3 separate regions of the Mus musculus genome follow, and regions 1 and 2 are each linked to region 3. The links are chromatin contacts, called in public HiChIP or PLAC-seq and promoter capture Hi-C maps. All regions are on one chromosome and are shown on one strand. Each heading gives the region's core, a stretch centred on a gene start, on an enhancer-like site or on the middle of the called end of the contact. The rest is flanking DNA. Distances are from core to core; before and after follow the strand shown.

Region 1 (3,813 bases), core at 689-3,188, 2.1 Mb after region 3:
GGGTTCGTTGAGGAACTGTCTGAGATGACAGAGAGCCTGGTTCTGTTGTGGTCTGAAGATTAATATTCTCTTCGTGGTGTGTGCTTTGCTATCCTGCATCTTTTATCACCTCTGTGTGCCTGGGAGGTTTCCTGAGGGTAGAGCCTGCATCTATTGTGGCTAGTTGCTGTGTTTGTCAAAGGAATTCCTAGGCCCTCTCCTGTGAGCTTTGGAGCAAGACTGTGTAGACTGTGTAGACTGTGGGCATGCACTTAAGCTTTCTAAACTTCACATAAAACCTTATGTGAGCCTGTAATAAATATGTCAGGAATTTAAATTGCTACACTGCTTAAGTGTCCGAAGCTGAAAACATCTGTAAAGAAGAAGACAAATACTGGCAGGTTTTAAATAGAAACGGAGTAGGGAAGGACCTGTGTGGGGAGTGGGGCTGGGGTAATGGCCATTAGACCTGTCCTGGGGTAGTGGCCAGTACTCTTGCTTCAAGCCTCTCATTACAAATAGAAAATGCTGTCCTCTAGCCCAGTCACTACTGGGGAAAGAAGCACATGTCTCTAGTTCAAACGGGCAATATACAGTCTGGCAACTTGGCAAACACACTTGAAGTCCCAGTGGCACTGAGTATTTCTATCTGGTTTGCGCTATTTTCTAGGAATCCTGCCAGGGGACCCTAGAGATACACACTCACACACACACACACACACACACACACACACACACACACACACACAGAGTAAATTAATCACACTAAACACTATTTAAAATAACATCAGGTCACTCCGCAGACCTCCCGTGGTCCCTCAAACAGATCCCGGCTCCTTTCCGGGAAGAGCCTCACACCCTGCACCCTAGCCCCAGCACAACCACCCAGAGAGCTCTGCTCAGCCCCTTGATGTATCAAATGTGGCTGACCCTTGAGGTCTTATCTCTAGACTGCCTGGAGGTTTCTTTGTCACAGAGTTTCAATGTCACCTTCTCAGAGTGGCCCTTCCTGGCCAGTGAATGAAGCCACCTCAGTTTCTAGTGTGTAGCTCTGCAGAGAGTATCCCCACCCCACCCCACCTCACCCCCATACACACTCCACTTTCTCCAGAAAGGTAAAAGCATTTTCGCTTCTTTCTGCAGAGCTCAAGCCCCTGTCTAAGTGAAGCGAAGCTTTCTCCCCTCTCAAGAAAGGCAAGTCGGGGATCAATCAGGGCATTGTGGAAGGCTATCCTCCATTGGCTTCATGGGGCGAACTAATTCTCAGGCCAGCCAAACAATACTTAAGAAAACAACTGTAGAAGGATCGGGGAAAGCCAGCAATAAACTTGAAGAAATTTCTAAACTTTAAAACGCTCCTTGGAACAGGGAAATAAAGGAGAAATGGAGGGTGTGTAGGAGTGGGGGTGGGGGAGGCGAATCTAATTCTCTCTGAAATTGACCTTGCCCCCCCCCACCCCCCGTAACTCAAAAACTGCAGGACCATGGGGTCTGATCTCACTCTGCACTGCATCCAACCTGAAGCTGACACATGGCTTGGAGAACCCTGCCGCTTTTTCTGTCAATTCCCTTCGGGACCCTGCGGAGGGCTCTTTCTGAAGTGCTCATCACGTGCACAGCCCAGACTTCAAAGCCAAGCTTCAAGCCTGAGGTCCTGTGTGTCTGGGTGGTTTTTTGGGTTTTCTCTCTAATTTCCCTTCCTTTTCACAGCTGATTTTCTTCAGAAAAGAAGCTATAAAAAAGAACCTATTGCATTTCCAGTTCCCATCACCGCGATTTCCACATGGATGTGACGTGGAAGGCAGCTTCCGAAATGCCCAGGTGACTCACGCGGGGACACCCCGGGGCGGGACCTAGGAGTTTCTCCGGGCGGGGCGGGCACGGCTTAGAGCGCCCTCTGCCGGTCGGCGGCGCGCCACGCGGGTCACGTGACTGGAATTTCCATCGGAAATCCCCCTGTTGGCAAAGCATACAACTGAAAGGCAAAAAAGGGAACTGCCCAGTCTGTAGTCTTCGGAGCCGGAGGCGGAGCGGTGAGCCAGGCCGCCGAAAGACGTGCACACCCCCTCAGCCAGCGAGCCCGATCGGGTGTCCATGGGGCTCCGCCTCGGCCCGACCCCCACCACGACCCGGACCACGATCCCGGGCTGCGGCGCGCGCCAGTGACGGCCGGCCGGCCACTTGGGCTCTGCGAGGGCTCCGCGCGGCCCCAAGAGGTGAGCGATGCTCCGGCTGCGGGGTGCACGGCTAGCAGAATGCGGGGGTCCTCGGTCAGTGGGGTGCACTGCCAGCCAGATTCGGGGTGCACGGCCAGCTCAGTGTGGAGCTGCCTTGCGCTGGCTTTGCAGGGATCCTGGAGTTGGGGTATTGTTGGCCGGAGTTGAGGTCCCGGTGCCAGGTGTTTAGGTTGACAGCCCGAAGTTTCTTCAGCCGACTAGTTAGCTAGCTATTCCTTTTCGATCCTGCAGGGTGACAGGAGCTGCAGCTGGCTGATGAATAGTCAGTCACCTTTTGGGTTCCTAGGTCGTGTGGTCGTGGGTGACACCCCCCCCCCACTTGGAAATCAAGTGCAGCGTGTTCATAGGCACGTAGACCTTGCAGAACCGCGTTGGGCTTTTTTCCCATATTGTGCACAACTGGCCCAACAGGGGATGGGTTTCTCAGAGGCCACCAAATCCAACTTGGAGACTTCGGTCAGCTAACCTTTCAGTGATCTGTGGGAGGAGGGTTGCGGGGCGGGAGGTGGAGGGGAGGGGCGTGCTTTGAGATTGCCACTAGGTCTCTAGTTGCCACAGTTTAAGAAGAGTATGCATGCAGAAATGATTCTCTGGCCTGCTTGTTGGGGACTCCACTTTAGGTGGCATGTAAGACTCCCTGCTGCAGCCCCGACTCCACACTGAGATAGTGTGTTGTCAGTCCGGGTCCGTTGTCCCACATCCTGCCACCTGGCCTCTCAGGAAAGCTGAGGTATTAAGAGCTCTTTTTGGAGCATGCTTTGTTTTCTCCTGGTCTCTGATCTTTCTTTGGAAAGCTAGTCTGGTCAAGTGGGGGCACCGTTTGGAGAACTGATCACAGTTAGTTAGCCTTCTGATGTCCCAGATTATTGAGCAACTGATCCGGTCTCCATTCTTATTGTCTGAGATGCTACTTGGATCTTTTGCAGTTCTTTGTATGGATTTGTTTTGTTTTGTTTTGCTTTGCTTTGCTTTTTTTGGAGGGGTACTTCCCAACAGTTGCCCGAGGTATCTGTTGATAAATAATACATAAGTTTCCACATCGCAGACAAAAAAAAAAATCTGTTCAGAGTGGAAAAATAAAACTGGGGGAAAGACTTTGATGAGTAAGTTCTATAGAATCTTATTGATCCTGTGACAAAAATTGGGAAATTTATCTGTAAGGCAGTGAGGTAACAAATATATTTTTAAAAGTTAAGGGTAATGTTGTAAATTTTTTTTACCCATAAAACATTACAATAATATGTCAGGAAAATTTATTCTCTAAATGTGGGGAAATCCAAGAACTGGAAACTTGGGCAGAGGTTTAAGCTCTGTTTTAAACAGGTAGTGCTAGTGAGAGTGCTATGAATGGGGTAATAGTAGGCTACCAGACATTGACATTTGCATGTTTTATATATGGTTTAGAGCCCCCACCACATTTAGATCTATGCTAAAAGTTCTTTAGGTCCAGGAGCGTGAAATAGCATAGTCATGAAAATAGAACAAGGTGCAACTCACTGATCTAAAACTTCTCCTTGTGTGTTTCTGAGAACAGCAAGTGCTGTGCCTCAGGGTTGCTATCAGGAAACTAACAGAGGATTGAGATAGGAAATAGGAA
Region 2 (3,691 bases), core at 795-3,294, 2.2 Mb before region 3:
AAAATATAGATTGGGATGTATACAGACTCATTCGAATCTCAGCTTTGTCACGTGGACAAAAACATCCAACCAACCGACAATACAGCACTTTGAACTATGAACTGGAGACAACAAAATAATTGAGGTTTTCTTGTTGCTGATGTCCCTTGAGTGTATACTAACCGGTGCTCCTCTCCATCGCAGGAATGCACTCTGGGTAATGCTCCCAAGGCTGCAAAGCACCACCAGAAACCCTTCCACTCAGAGAGCCAGAAAGGGGGAAGTTAGGCCTGGCCTGGCTCAAGCTCCCTGAAACTGATCTGTGGGAGAAACAGCCAATAAGCAAGCAGAGGGAAGACACTACCTTTATCAGCTTAAATTTAAAGCCCCAGCATCTTTTCCATTTCCTCTTAATCATTGTAGACAATGCCCCGCTCATTAAAAACAAATATTCAGCATGGATTTTCCTTTTAAACTAGAGTTCAGGGCTCCTGTTAGTAACATAAAACCAAGCTCAAGTGAAGGATGAAATTTGTTTCTGAAAAAAGTCCAGAATATCATTTAGTTGATAAAAATATTAAAACTAGATTTTCTTCGAAGTGGAGTGGTTTTTTTTTTTTTTTCATCCCTATGGCCATATCTAAGGCAGCGTTGTTGCTAGAGATGACTTGATTTTCTTTGGGAAAAATTATTTTGATTTCTTTGGGCCTTGGTTATCTTTTATACAGCTTTAATAACTATTAGGAAATTAATTAAACAAACACGCGTGAACCACAAGTGAGCAGTACAGCAACTGACAATAAATTCAAAATGAGTTGATACACATTATCAAAGTATCAGGACAGATGTTACTGATGGAGACAATGGGCTTTAGGGAAAGGTGGGGTTATATGGGAGTAATATTTGGGGATTGTCTTTGCTTTGGTCCAAGAGTGTGATATTTATATTTGTCTGTGAAATATGAAATCCAATGTAGGTACAAAAGACATCAACAGAAGGCATAGGCTCAAAATGCCATTTCAGCAGTGTGCCCTGAGCAGTTCTGACTGGCCTTTGGAAGTCACTGCAGTCTGACCTTTGGGCGCCTGGGAGGGGCGCCTATAGCTGCGCCCGGCCTGGAAGGGGCCCAGGCACTTCCCAGTGCTGCCCGTCTGCACGCTGCTAACTCCTTCATCGCTTCCATCTCCAGGAAAAAGCTCTTTCCTAAATCCAGAGCAAGCTTTGGGCTGGTGTCAGTTGGCGTTTAACTTTGTTGCAAGTGGACTAGAGTCCCTTCTGCCTCCTCTCTTGGGGTAAGTGGCAAGGAGTCCGACTGAGGGCCTGTAGCTCGCACAGGGTAGTTAGGGGACCGCCGCCCAGAAGCAGGTGGGGGACCGAGGAGCCCGGTGGCGGGCTGGTCCCTTCAGTCTAAAGGCCTCGGTGGCCAGCGCCAGGCGGGGTGGGGGCGGGGTGAGGCGGCGCAGAGGGCGCGGAGATTACCGCGGCGCCACCAGAGACGCGCAGAGCCGGGGAGCCCCGGAGGTCCCCCCACGCGAGACCTCAAAAAAGAAAAAAAAAGCCGATGATAACAGGCAGTTTCCAGAGATCGAATAAAAAGAGAGGGCTTCTGCGCCCGCCAAGATCTCCTGCTCTTCCGGCGGCCTGCCGGGAGGCCCCCAGCGGCCACCCTAGCCCCAGGACGCAGGCGGCGACGTCCCCCCCCAACCCCCCCACATCCCGCCTCCTGCCTCTAGGCTCCAGCTCCGCGCGCTAGGGAGAGGCTGCCCGCGGCGCGGCGCACGCTCCGGCGGCTCCCGGCTTGCGCGCAAACCTTTCCCGGTCGGCGCCCTAGAGAGGGGACTGAGCGGCGGGGACCTGCGGAGGGACGCCCGGCCACCCGGCGCGCGCGCGCTTTCTCTTTTCTTCTGCTCGCTAACGCCGCTCGGCTGCTCGGACTTTGGTTCGGCTCCTTTCGTCCTCCCCCCCCCCCCCTCGCAGCCGGCTCCCCCACCCCGCCCTGTTTCTCCCCCACTTGTGTAAGCTATTTGTTGGGGGTGGCCGAAAGGGATGTCCTGTTTTTACCAGAGACACAGCGCGAAGGGAAAACTTAGACACTGGAAGGAAAGCGAGTAAATACGTAGATCGGACCCGCAGATCACTGGCTGGGACAGACAATTGAACTTCGGGAGTCCAAGGCGGTCCGGGCCGCCAGAGGTGAGTGTCCTCTCTTCATCCGACCCGGTTTTTGAAGTCCAATGGAGGGGGGAGGTGTGTCCAGATTTGGATGATTCCCCCAAACTGTCCCCTAGAAAGTGCTAGCTAGACACTTTGTAGTGCGTGAATGGGGATCTGGGGATGGAGGTCGCGCGCAGGGAGAGTGTGTGAGCCTCGGAGTTCTCCCCGATGATCCAACAGCAGTGTCCCATGGCCAGGGTCCCTAGGACCTCAGTGGTACGCTCGCCCAGGAAGACCCTCAACGACCTGGTCCCCAGTAACCCCTCTTGTCTAGCGCCACAGGACCTGAGTGAGTCTCGCGTCGTCCCCGGGTGCGGATCCTACCTGCCTGCACCCTGTTCCCTGTCGCCCGGGAAGCTTACACCAGACTCTTCCCACTCCCACCCGGTGACATTTAATACTTTGTGATGACCTGCTACGTGGAGTAAGGGTGCTGCCTCACTCAGTGTCCCTTGGAGAGCCGTGGGCGCCTGGGTTTGCGTGAGGCCGGGAGCGCGTGTACCCAGAGGCCAAGCCCTGGTCTCCAGGTACCGGTCGCAGTCTAAACAGGGGGGGGGGGTCACTTTAATGGTTTTTACGTGGCGTGGACGAATGTCTCTTGCAGTGTGCCAGGGTCTGTGAAATTAGAGGCGCCTTGTCAGAGGAGTCGCGTTCATTGGCTCCAGGAGCGGATGCTGAGGAGCAATTCTAACTTCTCCAAAGCCAAGGACCAGGCTGGGGCGAGCAGGTTTCTCTCAGAGCTCACTGGATCTGGGGTGGCCTTGGCACTCTAAACGCTTGTAGAGCTTGGTCATCTGTGACTGGGAGACAGACTGTGTGAGCCCGTTTCGTTTTGCAAGCCACAGCAACCCCAAACTTTTCATTTTATTTTTCTATTAGCACTAAATTCTTTTCCTTTTTTCTTTGTATTCGAGATTCGCAATCTCTCTGAAAGAAACAAGGAGGTTTTGACTGAGCCTGGTGGCAGAGCGGTGGCAAAACTAAGGGAGTGCAGTTTGATTTTTGCCACCGTCCCCTTGTTTGGGATGTTAGCGCCTCAGCTCACATCTTTCAAGTTCCTGGGAGACTAACGGGGTTTGCGGTTTGGGTGGGATCGGCGTGGCCTTCTCCTTTTCTCCCGGACAACGCAGGGACCATTCAGGGAGCCTCCTGAACTCGAGGGCCCCCGTGGAAGGCGCGCATCCCCGCGCGGGGACAACCTAGGTGGCGGCTCACCAAGCGCGTGGCGTGTGTTTTGGTTTCTGCGCAGCTACACGTGGGGCACCTCCGTGTGCGTGTGTGTTGTGTACTTGATCTGTGAGAAGGTAACTGGAGTCTCGTGTTCAAACCCAGTGGGCCCTTGGCCATTAATTTGCTTTCCTGGCTGTCATTACAGACACTTCCAAAATCTGATACCTAAAGAGATCCAACAGGTTGGGTTTCACATTAAGAGCCCACACTTAACAGTTTTCTTTCTCCCTCACCCCCTTTGGCTCCGCACTCTGGGATCAACGTAATT
Region 3 (3,520 bases), core at 955-3,454:
TTATTTTCTTCCGTAGCTTAAGCTAGCAATAGACCACAAATGATAGTAAAATGACTGGGCTGTACTTTTTTTTTTAAATTAGATTATGTCTGTCCTCCACACTTATTACTTTGACACATACGAGGGGGGAATATAAGACTGTATAGCAAAATAACTTGGAGAAATAAGAATATTATGAATTCCCAAGCCATGTACATACCAATGTACAAAACCACTAAAGAAATGATAAGTGTTTTTCTACTTAAAAGTTCTTCCTTTTCTTTTTTAAGAATCATAAAACATAACTGTACCTCTTCAGAACTCTGTGAAGGAGGCTGTGAGATCAATCATCTTAGCAAGGATTCAAGAGGCTCAGGAATGGAAACCCTTCCATTTAGATGCACAGAGTAACACCCAGACAGACTGCTGTCCCTTGAGAGGTGAGTCCTTCCTAGATGTTTGTCATAGACTTGGTAAGTACTTATTGTTAGTGCACAGAAAGTTCATTACAGACTCTACACATAAGTATTGGCTTCAAATGTGTATTAAGTTGCAAGAGACTTGTAACCATGCAGCAGTGTGTCACAGTAACTTTCTGCTTTCTTCTTATTTTAAAGAAACTGTTGTAAACCCTTAGGAGCATGCTCTGAAATGTCTTCATAAAGATTAAACGATATAGCTAATTTTAAGAAGCATCGTTTCAAACACCAGATAAAGTCTTGAAACTCAGCTTGCTTCAACAATTTAATAAAATTATGACTCATTTCAGTAAGAACATGCTTTTTTAGTAAGAAAAAAAAAGCTTTCTGAGCTATGTTTGAACCCCTAAAGCACTTGGGACACTCACACACCCAGTCAGCACAAGTCTTGAACTCCTAAAAGATTAAAGGCAAAATAAATTGGTGTGTATTGAGAATGAAAAGAAAAATCCCCAAGGGTACTGATTTATAAACAGAAGTAACACTGAAAGTCCCCTGAAATCCCCCAATCACCAATCCTTATAAATTCAGCACTTTGCACATCGCTCCTTTGGGAACCTGTAGTTAAAGTTACAGGGATACCTTCGCTGACTTGTGGCTGGTAAACTCTTCAAATTACACCCAACAGGGTCCTTACTGTTTAGCTCAATGGTTCTCAGCCTTCCTTTAAAGGGTCTCAGCTGCGACCCTTTAATACAAGTTTCTCATGTGGTGGCCCCAAACATAAAATTATTTTCATCAGTATTTTATAACTGTAATCTTGCTACTTATGAATCATAATGTAGAGATCAGATATATATCAAACGTACAAGATAACAGTCGAGCAATCCCAAGTGGGTCGGGACCCACAGGTTGAGAACCAGTGGTATGGGTTTGGTTTAAAAAAAAAATGAATCAGGAGTGCACAAGTTCCTGAGAACTGCTAGGGGTTGTTTGTTTGGGATCCAGTAGGTTTGTCCAGCAAGTGTTTGACGCAGGACCCAGGACCCGAGCGCACTCTGCAGAGGCAGAAGTGCGTGGTAGGCACCTCCTAGGGTGGGTGGGCCCGGCGTGTGTCTAAGTGAGGGAGGAAGGGCTTATGACAAAAAGCCGGTGGTGTGTGGGCTGCAGGATCTGGGAGGAGATTGAAAAATGAGCCCGGGGCTCGATCTGTCAAAGGCTGTAGCCACAGGGCTGACTGTATTTAAGTATCCTTTGTCGCTTACCAGTGAATTAAAGATGTCCCTTTAAAATTAAAACATGAAAAACTGGACCTAGTCAAAAATCGTTGGGGGTTGGGGAAGTACGCTCACTCTATTCAACCGATCATCCCTCACACTCTCTGCTCCCGGGTGTGTTGAAGTCGGGGCGCAGTTGAAACCCTGAAGGCAGAAGTGTGTCACCCAACCCCATCGAGGTGCCCTTGAATGGAAGCGCTGCTGATTCGGGCTCGGGAGCCCCGGAGCCTACGGAGAGGAGCGACCGCGTAGCCCCGAAAGCGGTAACAGCGGGACCCGGTGTGAGCCGGCGCCACCCGGCCACGGAGCGGGGTTTGCGCAGGAAAAGGCGCCACCGCGGCCCCGGCCGCCCCTCCCCAGCCCGGGCTCCCCGCCCGCCCGCCGTCCCGGCCGCGCTGCGCGCCAGGAGCAGCTCCGCGGCGCGAGAGGCGAATGGGAGCGGCGGCCAGGCGGGCTGCAGCTCGGGCGACCGCGGAGGCGGCGGGCAGGGCGCGTGCGCACTGCAGGGGCGCCAGATTTGGCGGGAGGGGGAGTGTCCAAACCTCTTTGTTTGATGGCATCTGTTTACAGAGTTACACTTTAATATCAACCTGTTTCCTCCTCCTCCTTCTCCTCCTTCTCCTCCTCCTCCTCGGTGACCTCCTTCTCCTCCCCTTTCTCCGGAGAAACTTCGCCCCGGCGGTGCGGAGCGCCGCTGCGCAGCCGGGGGAGGACGCAGGCAAGGCGGAGGGCAGCGGGAGGCGGCAACCGGTGCGGTCCCCGGGGCTCTTGGCGGAGCCCCGGCCCGCCTCGCCATGGCCCGGAGACCCCGACACAGGTAATGGGGAGGCTGAGAGGGCGGCCTCGGGCTAGGGCGCGCGGGGATCCAGGCATCCCGGAGCAGGTGGGAATGCCTTCCCTGTTGGTTTGCGGGGCTGTCAGCCAGTGGCAGAAGACACTCGGGAGAAGGATGAATGGAAAACTCTGCGAGAAGCGCACGGGTATAGTGGGAAGCATGCCCTGAGGCTCTTTTTTATTTTATTTCCCTTTTTCTTTCTTTTTTCTTTTTCTTTTTGCAAGTTGCTCGGGGATTCGTTTCTCTTTGGGGGGTGGGGTGGGGGGGGGGCTCGGCACTCTTCAGCCGAGGACTGAACGGTTCCATCAGACCCGAGGAGCCCACCAGGTGTTTGGCTTGATGCCCCGAGTGTCGGCGAGGGAGTCGCAGCCTAATTGCTGCATGCATTGAGGTGTGTTTGCACTTGAAGAGCATATGGCAGATATAGGGAAAGGCCGGGTTGTTTAGTAGCTGCAGGTAGTTCATTTAAATTTCATTCATTCATTATGGAGGCGAGAGAGGTGTCAGCTGACAGGCAGGCAGCTGCAAAGATTTTAGGGGGACAAAATGGGTTTGCAGATTGTTTTAAACCCAGCCGTTTGAAGATTCTTGTACTTGTTATGGAAGAAGCTTTTGCAAACACTGCACGCGCCCGCGTCGCACATGTCACCGCACCGGCCGAGATGATGCGTGCACTCTCTTTCCATTTTGGCCCCACCTTCGGGAAGAGGGATCCTCTCGGAACTGTCAGTTGCTGGCGCTCAAGTCCGGCCCGACTCGGGGTTTCCCGAGGACACGCCGGGGCTCCCAGAGAGCAACAGATGCGGGGCTTAGCTCGGTGGCGGTCGCCACTCGGCGCAAAGTGCTGGAGGCAGGCGGCACCCAAGGCAGCTGCAGTGCACCCCGGGCGATGTCGCCGCTCTTCTCCTGGGCCGCGCACACGTGGAAGCAGCTGAGGTCGCCGCTGCTCCCAGCACTCTGCTCCAGCTGCTTTTGGTGGCCCGCCTCTGGCAAAGCCACCGACCGACCGA

The links. Promoter capture Hi-C pulls out the DNA fragments that hold promoters and counts their contacts. HiChIP or PLAC-seq counts read pairs in DNA pulled down with a chosen protein or histone mark.
Region 1: a contact with region 3 is called in an H3K27ac HiChIP or PLAC-seq map of thymic regulatory T cells, with 6 times the contacts expected there. The contact joins the promoter of Tnfaip3 here to the promoter of Myb in region 3. A contact is called at or near these places in 2 of 39 promoter capture datasets (hippocampal neurons and liver) and 1 of 115 datasets of contacts at active chromatin or transcription factors (thymic regulatory T cells).
Region 2: a contact with region 3 is called in a promoter capture Hi-C map of embryonic stem cells, with 10 times the contacts expected there. The contact joins the promoter of Eya4 here to the promoter of Myb in region 3. A contact is called at or near these places in 3 of 39 promoter capture datasets (embryonic stem cells, hippocampal neurons and liver).

The regions. Positions count from the first base shown.
Region 1 is chr10:19,013,535-19,017,347 of GRCm38.p6, reverse strand. Tnfaip3 (tumor necrosis factor, alpha-induced protein 3) reads left to right here and starts at 1,938. Exons shown (of 9, transcript NM_009397.3): 1 at 1,938-2,195.
Region 2 is chr10:23,348,243-23,351,933 of GRCm38.p6, reverse strand. Eya4 (EYA transcriptional coactivator and phosphatase 4) reads left to right here and starts at 2,044. Exons shown (of 19, transcript NM_001347372.1): 1 at 2,044-2,172.
Region 3 is chr10:21,159,668-21,163,187 of GRCm38.p6, reverse strand. Myb (myeloblastosis oncogene) reads left to right here and starts at 2,204. Exons shown (of 16, transcript NM_001198914.1): 1 at 2,204-2,492. The coding sequence starts at 2,470.